Linked DNA regions of Rattus norvegicus: region 1 is linked to region 2. A link is a contact called in public Hi-C data. All regions are on one chromosome and are shown on one strand. Each heading gives the region's core, a stretch centred on a gene start, on an enhancer-like site or on the middle of the called end of the contact. The rest is flanking DNA. Distances are from core to core; before and after follow the strand shown.

Region 1 (4,489 bases), core at 1,388-3,887, 240 kb before region 2:
GCTCCGAAAAAAAGAAAAAAAAAGGAAAAAAAAAAAGATTTAAGGGTTGGGGATTTAGCTCAGCGGTAGAGCGCTTGCCTAGCAGGCGCAAGGCCCTGGGTTCGATCCCCAGCTCCGGAAAAAAAAAAACAAAAACAAAAACAAAACAAAAAAAAAAAAACATGTGTCTGGGAGGCTCTCATCTGTACATGTGTCTGGGAGGCTCTCATCTGTACATGTGTCTGGGAAGCTCTCATCTGTACATGTGTCTGGGAGGCTCTCATCTGTACATGTGTCTGGGAGGCTCTCATCTGTACATGTGTCTGAGAAGCTGCACAGCTCTTAAAGATGAGTCATTCTGATCTTCCGTGCGGACTGATAAAACCAGAGAGGTTAATTTTTCTAGAAATAGATTTCACACTGCTCCATAGTGGTGGTTACACTTTGTGAGGGGTACCGCATGGGTGTGGTTGACTACTACTCATTGGCTTGGTGGTCTTCCATAACTCAAGGTAAATCTCGTAACTCCTACCCCTTTTTACAGTAGAGGAAACCAAGACGTAGGGATGTTAAGGAGTTTGCACAGGTCCCGCAGGTGGGACATGGGCAGATTAAGAAGGACGGGTTCTCGCCTTCATACTCTGCTGTCTCCAAACTTTGAAATACTCTAAAACTCTACTTCAGAAGGGAGCACACAAACATACAGTTTCTTTATCTGGACCCCTGCTTAGCATTTAGGAGCTGCTTCTCCCTGTCCATATTGAGGGTTGGTTCTGAGTGACAGAGGTCCAGCCTGGCAAAGCACCCTTCAGTCTTCTCTGGGGAAAGGCGCTGATGTTTCTCTTCGAGTGCTGCTTCGCTGGCTGTTTCCATCTTTTAGCCAGCACGTTCACTGTGATGATTCTGTGCTGAACATGGGGTATACAGTTGTTAAAAAGGCACACATGGACCTATCACCCTGGAATCATATAGACTGAACGCTCAATGTGAATATGAAAAAATTAACTAAGCCAGAGTTGCATTTACTTCTGTTCATTATTGTCAAGAGACTGGTAAACAGGATTAACTTGAGTATCTATTGGAGACTATTTTGAACAAAGACACTTAACATGAATATATTGTTTCATGGGTAGGGAATTAGTAATTCAAACCAGTAGAGGTTTGAAATTGATTAAAGGGAAATGCTCAGATTCTTGAATAATGATTTAAATATGCTGAAACCTAATATCCACATAGTGCATGGTTTTAGATGCTAGGCAACACTGAAAGGGTGAGCCAGGGTAGGTAGCACTAGCACATACTCTCGCAGCTGTAGAATGTTGAGGTAATGAATTTGTGGCTTTCTCAGACCCTCTTCCTCATTTTTTCCCAAAGAGATTAAAACTCAGAGAAAAGGCATATGCAGTCTCTCCTCCAACTCCCCAATTTCTGACTCGTAGTATGAATAGACAGACCGGTTTACTCAAGGTCTCAAGAGTTCAAATTGTGAACATTTTGCCCTTTCATTTATTAGCAATGTCAATGATTTGAAAATTAATGTGATTTGAGTTTCATATTTCCTCCCCTTAGATGTGGTTGAAGTGCTATGAGTTCATCATGAATAAGGAGTTAAATCTTCTCTTGAGCCTGCCTTGTGAATTTCATTCTCTACTACTAAATGATCTCACCAGAGCCAGTGACTCAAGAGGCAGGTTTGCTCTGTGTGACCACTCTAGAGGACCACATTAAAGTGCCTGTGCTCCTTGTTTGTGCAGGAGCGAGTTTTCTTAACTCCATCACTGGATTCCAATGGAGGAAATAAATTACTCATGCATGTTCTAATGATTAAAAAATTTTCCAGTGTCTTGGCTGTCTAGTTCTCATCTGTTAGGGGTTCCATTACCAAGCAGTAATTGTTACACTTTTGACTAGCTGGCTCATACTATTTAGAAAGTCAAGTGAATGAAACATTTGAGTCACTGGTTCTAGGCCAAAAATTCAAAGACTATGCTATGCAAGACCACCTTTGGTAGTCATGGGAGACATGGTAGTTTTGAAGGACTCTCCCCGCACCCCCCATTTTGTCTGAATAACTTAATAACTTAGCCTTGTGGACAAGGTCCTTTTAAACTATCTGAACCTTGTTTTTCTCCTCTGGGCGAGCAGAAGGTAGTCATGGTAATGCCTGCTGTAGTTATCTCTTACGACTGCCGAGAAAATCAACTGTGATCACAAATCCGAAAGCTAGAGGGGCACCATGCAGATTTGTGTGACTGCTAGGGTTTAAAGACACTGTAGTAACAATGATGCTCAAAATGACAATTTTGATCTGAATTTTGGCTACAGTTGTGTATGTGGGAACATTAAATGGGTACTAGACGCTTTTGTGTGTTAGTTACAGTGACAGAGTCGAAAGTGCAAGTTGTTAAAGGAACGGATTTTGCTGCTTGACGTTAACGTCAGTAGAGGAAAGCAACTTGGAATCCTGTTTTTGTTTATAAAAGGGTTAAACAGTAGTTTCAGAAAAAGGAATAATAGAAAAAGATGAAAAATCAAGCAGGTAATGAGAACATGGGCTGAGAGAAAGCGGGGTGAAATAAGGGGTGAGGGTAGGACTTGGTGCGTCTTCCTCTGACCCCGTTTCTTGTGCTAGAGCTGAGTCAGAGCTTTGGCTCCAAGCCTTGCTGGATCTGCAACCGTGAGGCGGGAGAGCGTCGGCCATGTGACTCACGGTCCCCATGAAGTTAGCTAGTGGAGCAAAGCTGCAGTGAGACAGTTATTTTCTCAGGCGTTCTCATAAAGAGGCGTTCTCATAAAGAACACATGGAGGGCAGTACCTTACCAGGATCCCAGTGGGAGAAGGCAGACAGTGTTTTTGAGGCTTTTACTAGTGGGATTGCCAGAAGAAAAATTATAAAAATAATTTTTTTAAAACTCCCTGTTTTTGAGTTTGCATTTTCCCCTTTATTTCAATTATGGCTGAATGTATGCGTACCATTAGGTTAGAAACGAGAACCCCCGTCACTACTGTGTCCTACATCAGGGCACCTTAGGGGTACTGAACAGAAGTCTGGGGCTATTTGCTGAGCGCGTGGATCCAAGGGGAAGCAGCTTGCTCTGAGCCAGTTCTGTGGAGCACGGAGCCTGGTCCCAATATAACCACCGCTTGGCACTTGCAGCACGTTTCTAATTGTGAGTTTAGTGTTGACTGTGCTGTGTTTTTTTGTCTGTGGAAGTGTAGAAAGCTATTGAACGTGATGCCGCCCTCTCCATGGTATTTGCTGTTTGTTTGTTTCGTTTTCACTGTGGAAGCTACTGAAAAGCCTACAGCATTGGCTCAGAAATTTGTAGAGAGCAGATCTTCACACATAAGACTTCCAGCATTCACAATTAGACTGCCTGCTCTGCTCCTCTCATTAAGTATCCCTAGCGCCCAGAATGAGAAGACGTAGAAAAGCATCAATATTTTTAATCAAATTTAAATAACACAGAGCCTTTCGTTTTAGACAAGATGGAATTTCTAAGCATTAGCAAAGAAGCCTGTGGGAATTTTTGTGGCTTTCTTATATTGCACACTCGCGCACGCTCATAGAAAGTGACTTCTGGTGTAACAGTTGCTCACAAGGTTCCTGTGCTATGTTCAAGACTGACTAAAACAGTTTGTTCACCAGCAGCTTAGAATAAACAGGTGGCCAAGATCCAGAGGAGCTTGCTTCTCTGGAGAGAGGTTGGAGGATGAGCCCCTTGTCATCCATCTGTGATAGCATCTTGTGTGCTCGAGGGACTTTTAACGTGGGGCAGTGGATCGTATTAGATGCAGTAAGAGTCGGAAGACATGCATCTATTTCAGTTAAATTACTTGTTAAAACTGGGTACGAGTCTTGAGTCTTGGCACCCCAACGTCGAGTTAGTGAGCTGGGGCCTTCTGGCCATGGAGAGGCCCAGTGGGCAGTACAGGTATGAATTCCTTTCCCAGTATCTTCATGATTTGCATCATTCAGATCAATCTCATGGCAACTTCATAAGTATAAAAGGTTGGCACTTGTGAGGTGGACGGATCAGAGCTACAGATACACACGAAGTGACCTTTATCTTTCCTGGAAAGATCCCAGCTCACCTAGGAAGGAGGAGGACTTCCCTCCACTTCTCTAGGGAATGACACTCAACGGTGTCAACCTGGGGCTGCCCATTGATGCTCTTAGCAGAGGTCTTCTTTGCTCAACTCTTGCTCGGCAAACGCCACATGAAGGGAACAAGATGCCCAGTGTGGAACACGCCTCTTTCTAATCTTCTTGTCAGCACTTGGTGTCTTTTCTCTCAAACGCATGCACTTTCTAAGATAGCTTGTTCAGATATCAAGCATATAGCATGCTTGAAAAAACTCAAGTTGCCTTCTGTAGTTAAAATATAACAGATACCTGTGTACTTGGTGTTTCTTAGACCTGTTCTGGTGATGCTTCTGCTCTTTCCTTCTTGTAAGCCAGCACCGTTCTTTGACCTTCATATCCAAAATCTTTCCTAGTGAATGGTG
Region 2 (4,419 bases), core at 68-2,567:
TTGAGAGCATTACTGTGTCTTGGAACTTAGAATCAGAAATGCTACCAGAGATATGGGTTTTTTTTTTTTTTCTTCTTCTCAACTGGTGCACTGAAGAATGGAATTTAGCATTTATAAATGACCACTGGGCAATGGAACTATGAGCACTTGTTTTCACATATGATGTAAGCAGGTGGTTTGAAGTTAAGAAGTCCTGTCTTCCCTTACTCTTTGTTATTTTTTTCCCTTCCCTTCTCCTCTCTTCTCCTCCCTTCTCCTCCCTTCCCTTCTCTTCTCTTCTCTTCTCTTCTCTTCTCTTCTCTTCTCTTCTCTTCTCTTCTCTTCTCTTCTCTTCTCTTCTCTTCTCTTCTCTTCCCTTCCCTTCCCTTCCCTTCCCTTCCCTTCCCTTCCCTTCCCTTCCCTCCTCTTCCTCTTCCCCTTCCTCTTCCCCTTCCTCTTCCTCCTCTTCTTCCCCTCCCCTTCCTTCCCCTCCCCTTCCTTCCCCTCTCCTCTCCTCTCCTCTCCTCTCCTCTCCTCTCCTCTCCTCTCCTCTCCTCTCTCTCCTCTCCTCTTTGAACACCTCTCCTTTCTTCCTTTCTTTAAATATAATGTCCTTTGTGGTGAGAAATATTCAGGGGCGGATTGTTAAATGTGGTACGGTCCTCATCACTTGCTCGAGTGTATGTACATCAGTAAACATCACCCCCTCTTTCTCAGCAGCACGAAGGGAAACTTCTCTGTGCTGAGTGTGACATCCCTCAGCTTTCTTCTAGGTTTCCCTCTGCCAGCTGTGACTCTTCCCTGGCAAGAGCCCACATGAAGATTTCTGCAGAGCTTAATAAGTTACTGAATCCCCAGGTCTGTTTTGAAATTATAATATGCTAATTTTTTCCCTGTGGCTTTCGGATTCCTAAATTCTGGGAGAGGAATACTCGTCTGTCATTTTGGTATTTTTGCTTGACTTCTCACAGCCTTATTTAGGTAAGAATTTGTTCTGCAGTCCTGGAAACATCTTGGATATTTCTTGCTCTTTGACCCGGTGCCAGCCCTAATCACTCTTTTCAACCCGTTTTCATGGGTATGATCCTATCCTATTGGTAAATATCATGGATTATTTCTTTGGGTTTCCTAGCGGCCTCTGAGGCAGGCCATTCTTGGCACCAGAGATTTCTTTCTTGGGTACCAGGGCACCACCGTCTGTCCTCCAGGGAATTTGGGTTCAAGGTTCTGTGTTTTTCTCTGAGTGAATAAGGAATCTAATGGGACTTGGTGGGATTCTCTTCCCTTTTCCTGTGATTGATGGTGGCAGTACCTGGCTCTCACCCCACATCCTCTCCACTTGTGGGGCATTTCCCAATAGCATCTGGGTTACCTTCCCAGGACAAAGCTGCTCACCTCAGCCCAAGTGCTTTCTCTGTCCCCACTAGCTGTTCCCCCTGATTCCTGGCTTCTCTTGCTGCTGCAGAGCTTGCGTGTGCCAGGTGGGTCCTTTAGAGCATTCTGTCCCTTTTATTTATTCCTTTGTCACACTGGCATATTCCCTGTGCACCATTGTCTGAACTGTCATGAATTTTGGACTCAATTCCAGATTGTCAAAGGCATGGTTTGAACTGAACAATCCAAAAGAACAGAATAGCTTCAGCTCCTTTCGACTTTCTTCTCATTACCCATCCCGGCAGGGAGGATGGGGAAGAATGCATCCTCTAGGTCCTAAAAGAATGTCTAATATTCGTCCTTTCTCCGTAAGATACACAGCTTAATCCTTGCTTTAGACATTTTTCTTTTCTTCTTTTCTAAATAAACAGGGACTAATTGGAAAAAGCTGAGAGAGCTAAGCAGAAAAGAATATAAAACATTTACTGAGCTCGGAGGTGCATATTGAATGCGCAGGAAATTTGCATATGGATTACTTGGTGGAAAGAAAAAGAAACATTGTCAGCCCATTAGTTTCTGTGATGGCCTCCCACCGACTAAAGTCCAAGTACTCTGCCGTGTTTTCTCCAGCTGTTCTTTTCTGTAATCATTTCTCCTTGGCCACAGGGCAGCTATTCTGTTGGTGTTTGCTCTGCTGAGGAAAGGACAGAGTAAGGAATGTAATTGCACCTACAGCTTGTGCAGGCTGCTCCTGGCGTCCCTTGGATCGTACCCTTATTTCTGAGAGCCTTGCTTCCTCATCCCAGGGGTTGCCAAGCCAAGCCACCTTTTCTGTCTCTGCAGGTGTGATAAGTGGCAACCCATAGGTTGCTCCCCCTGGTGCCTCAGTTTCTCTAAATGCAAAATGAGAGGCAGTGTTTAGCAGTAGTTTAACTGGAGATGCAAAAGAATCAATGAATATTTATAAAAGTAAATTCAGTCCCTGGAATATAAGATTCCACAGACATGCAAAGCATAATTAAGGTAAAGAGAACAGATTAGTGTTAAATATATGTGTGAAACACATTTTACATTTCCTTCCAACAAAGGCTGAATTTCATTTACTCCAAGTTGTGGGGGGGAGCGGTATTGTGAATTAGGCTTCTAAATTTGGATTTTGATATGTTGATTAGTGTACTGTAGACATAAAGCAACATGTTGACATTTCTCAGCAAGTGTGTATGTGTCTGTGTGGAGTAGAAGATGGACATATATAATAAGCAAATGTAATTACCATTGGCATTATTCCTCCAGGAGAGCCAACAAAGAGAACTAAAGAAAGAATTGTTATCCAAAAGATACTTTGAGGCACTTTTTAAATCCATGAAAACACCATTAAACATGTATCCACTCTTTGCTCTGCAATATGAGGCGAGATCCCTTATGTGACAAGATATTAGATATTGTCTGCAGACATCATCTCTGTAATTGTGCCATTGTTTTAGAAAGCAACAGAACATGTCTCTTTACAGAGGCATTACTGAATTATTAAGAGGTGTGGAAACCAACATAAAAATTCCAAAAGCAGCAGTATTGATCATCCTATTTTAGACTCTCCACAGTGGAAGCTTCGAAGTCGTTGAAAACAAAGGATCTGTGGAAAGAAAGAGAAGTCCTGATAAGGAACGACCATCACATATTACAAAGCCCCAAGTGCCACACAGGCACTGGTTGTCAACGGAAGCATAGTCAGTTGTTCCAGGTTCTCAAAAAGCTTTATCTTTTGATCCCACCAGTTTCAATCTAGTTCAATCTACCAGTTTTATGTAGTTTTATTGGTCAAGGTCTCTTGGAGCAACTGCATCTTTCTGTGGAGTAATAGAGACGTAGCTAAACCTTGTAATGAGAAGTCCAGTTCATCAGAGAATTATTTAGTTGAGATCACTGGGTCCCAAGACCACCAAGGAATGGCGAACCTTTATCCCCAGCTAAGGATAGCTGAGCCAGAATTCACTTAGGGAGCAATCACTCTGTAATTGTTTTAATGGGAACCATCTGAGTTTTGTTCAGGTAGATCTTCTGGAACCTCACTGTGACAGACTGTGGCTCTAGAACAGGTGGAATTACTTTGCTTGGGGAAAGCTTTAAGAGATGCAGACTCTGGGCATCACCCAACCTACTGAATCAGTGCCGGAGCTTTATGGAGATAGAAACCCAGTCAGTGCCCCAGGATCCCTCAGGTCTCTGTGCCATCACCACACAACAAATGCTATATAAACTTTTCAGCACTTCACTAGTGATCATAGAATAAATGATGAACAGAGAATAGTCTTAGGATTTAGACAGTCTGACCCATTGCTCCTTATTAATAACAGATATCGCAGATGTTATGTGTTGAACACCTGGCAGATTCTGGAAAACTGTGTCCACCAGGAATAAACACGACAGATTCAGAACTCAGAGGCGAGCCATTCAGCTGATTTTTAGGACAGAAAACTCTCAGCAGAGAAAGTATGGTCAGCGGGTTGAGCCTTGTCTAGAGGATCAGTGTGTCAGTATGTGTCCCCCAGACCCAAGTTGTTCTTGACAGGGCTCTTGATTCAGATGGCAGCAGGTATGTATAAGAGCCGTGAGCTTCTCTGCTGTCTCCCAGTAGGAAGTAACCCAAACAACCCAAGGTTTACCTCCTGGATGAACTAATTTATTGCTCACATGTGATTTCGTTTGGGGACCAGAGAGAGAGCCCAAAGGATTTGCTCATCGTTAGAGAAACAACAGCATGATTCTAGGGAGCATCTCTAGGTCTACCTTGTGAGCTCTTGCTCTCTAGGTTCCCTTGATCTGGGTGGACCTGTGACTAGACAGCTATCAGGTTTCCTGTCTTCAAAGCTGTCAGATTGTTCATCTCCCTAGGCCTTCAGGAAAATTCTTATTCAGAAAGGACAGGTGGATTTCCATTCTCTTAGCTTGGTTTTTTGTTTGTTTTGTTTTGTTTTTTGTTTGTTTGTTTGTTTTTGGTGGCTCTTCTCTATCCTTCCATCCCCCCTTTCCAGTTGTGATTACCTTTCTTAGACATTTCCAGTTTGA

The links. Hi-C and Micro-C count contacts between places; a contact is called where the count stands out from the background.
Region 1: a contact with region 2 is called in a Hi-C map of frontal cortex, with 2.1 times the contacts expected there. The contact joins two enhancer-like sites. A contact is called at or near these places in 4 of 12 Hi-C or Micro-C datasets (the Rat2 cell line, Schwann cells, frontal cortex and 1 more).

The regions. Positions count from the first base shown.
Region 1 is chr1:235,749,194-235,753,682 of GRCr8, reverse strand. All of the region lies in intron 2 of Glis3 (GLIS family zinc finger 3), which reads left to right. Among named protein-coding and RNA genes, the nearest start is that of Glis3, 58 kb to the left of the region's middle. Within about 2 kb of position 2,637, at least 40 of the 93 cell types and tissues checked have an H3K27ac peak or open chromatin away from gene starts, as enhancers often do.
Region 2 is chr1:235,503,804-235,508,222 of GRCr8, reverse strand. All of the region lies in intron 4 of Glis3 (GLIS family zinc finger 3), which reads left to right. Among named protein-coding and RNA genes, the nearest start is that of Rnu6-613, 120 kb to the right of the region's middle. Within about 2 kb of position 1,317, at least 11 of the 93 cell types and tissues checked have an H3K27ac peak or open chromatin away from gene starts, as enhancers often do.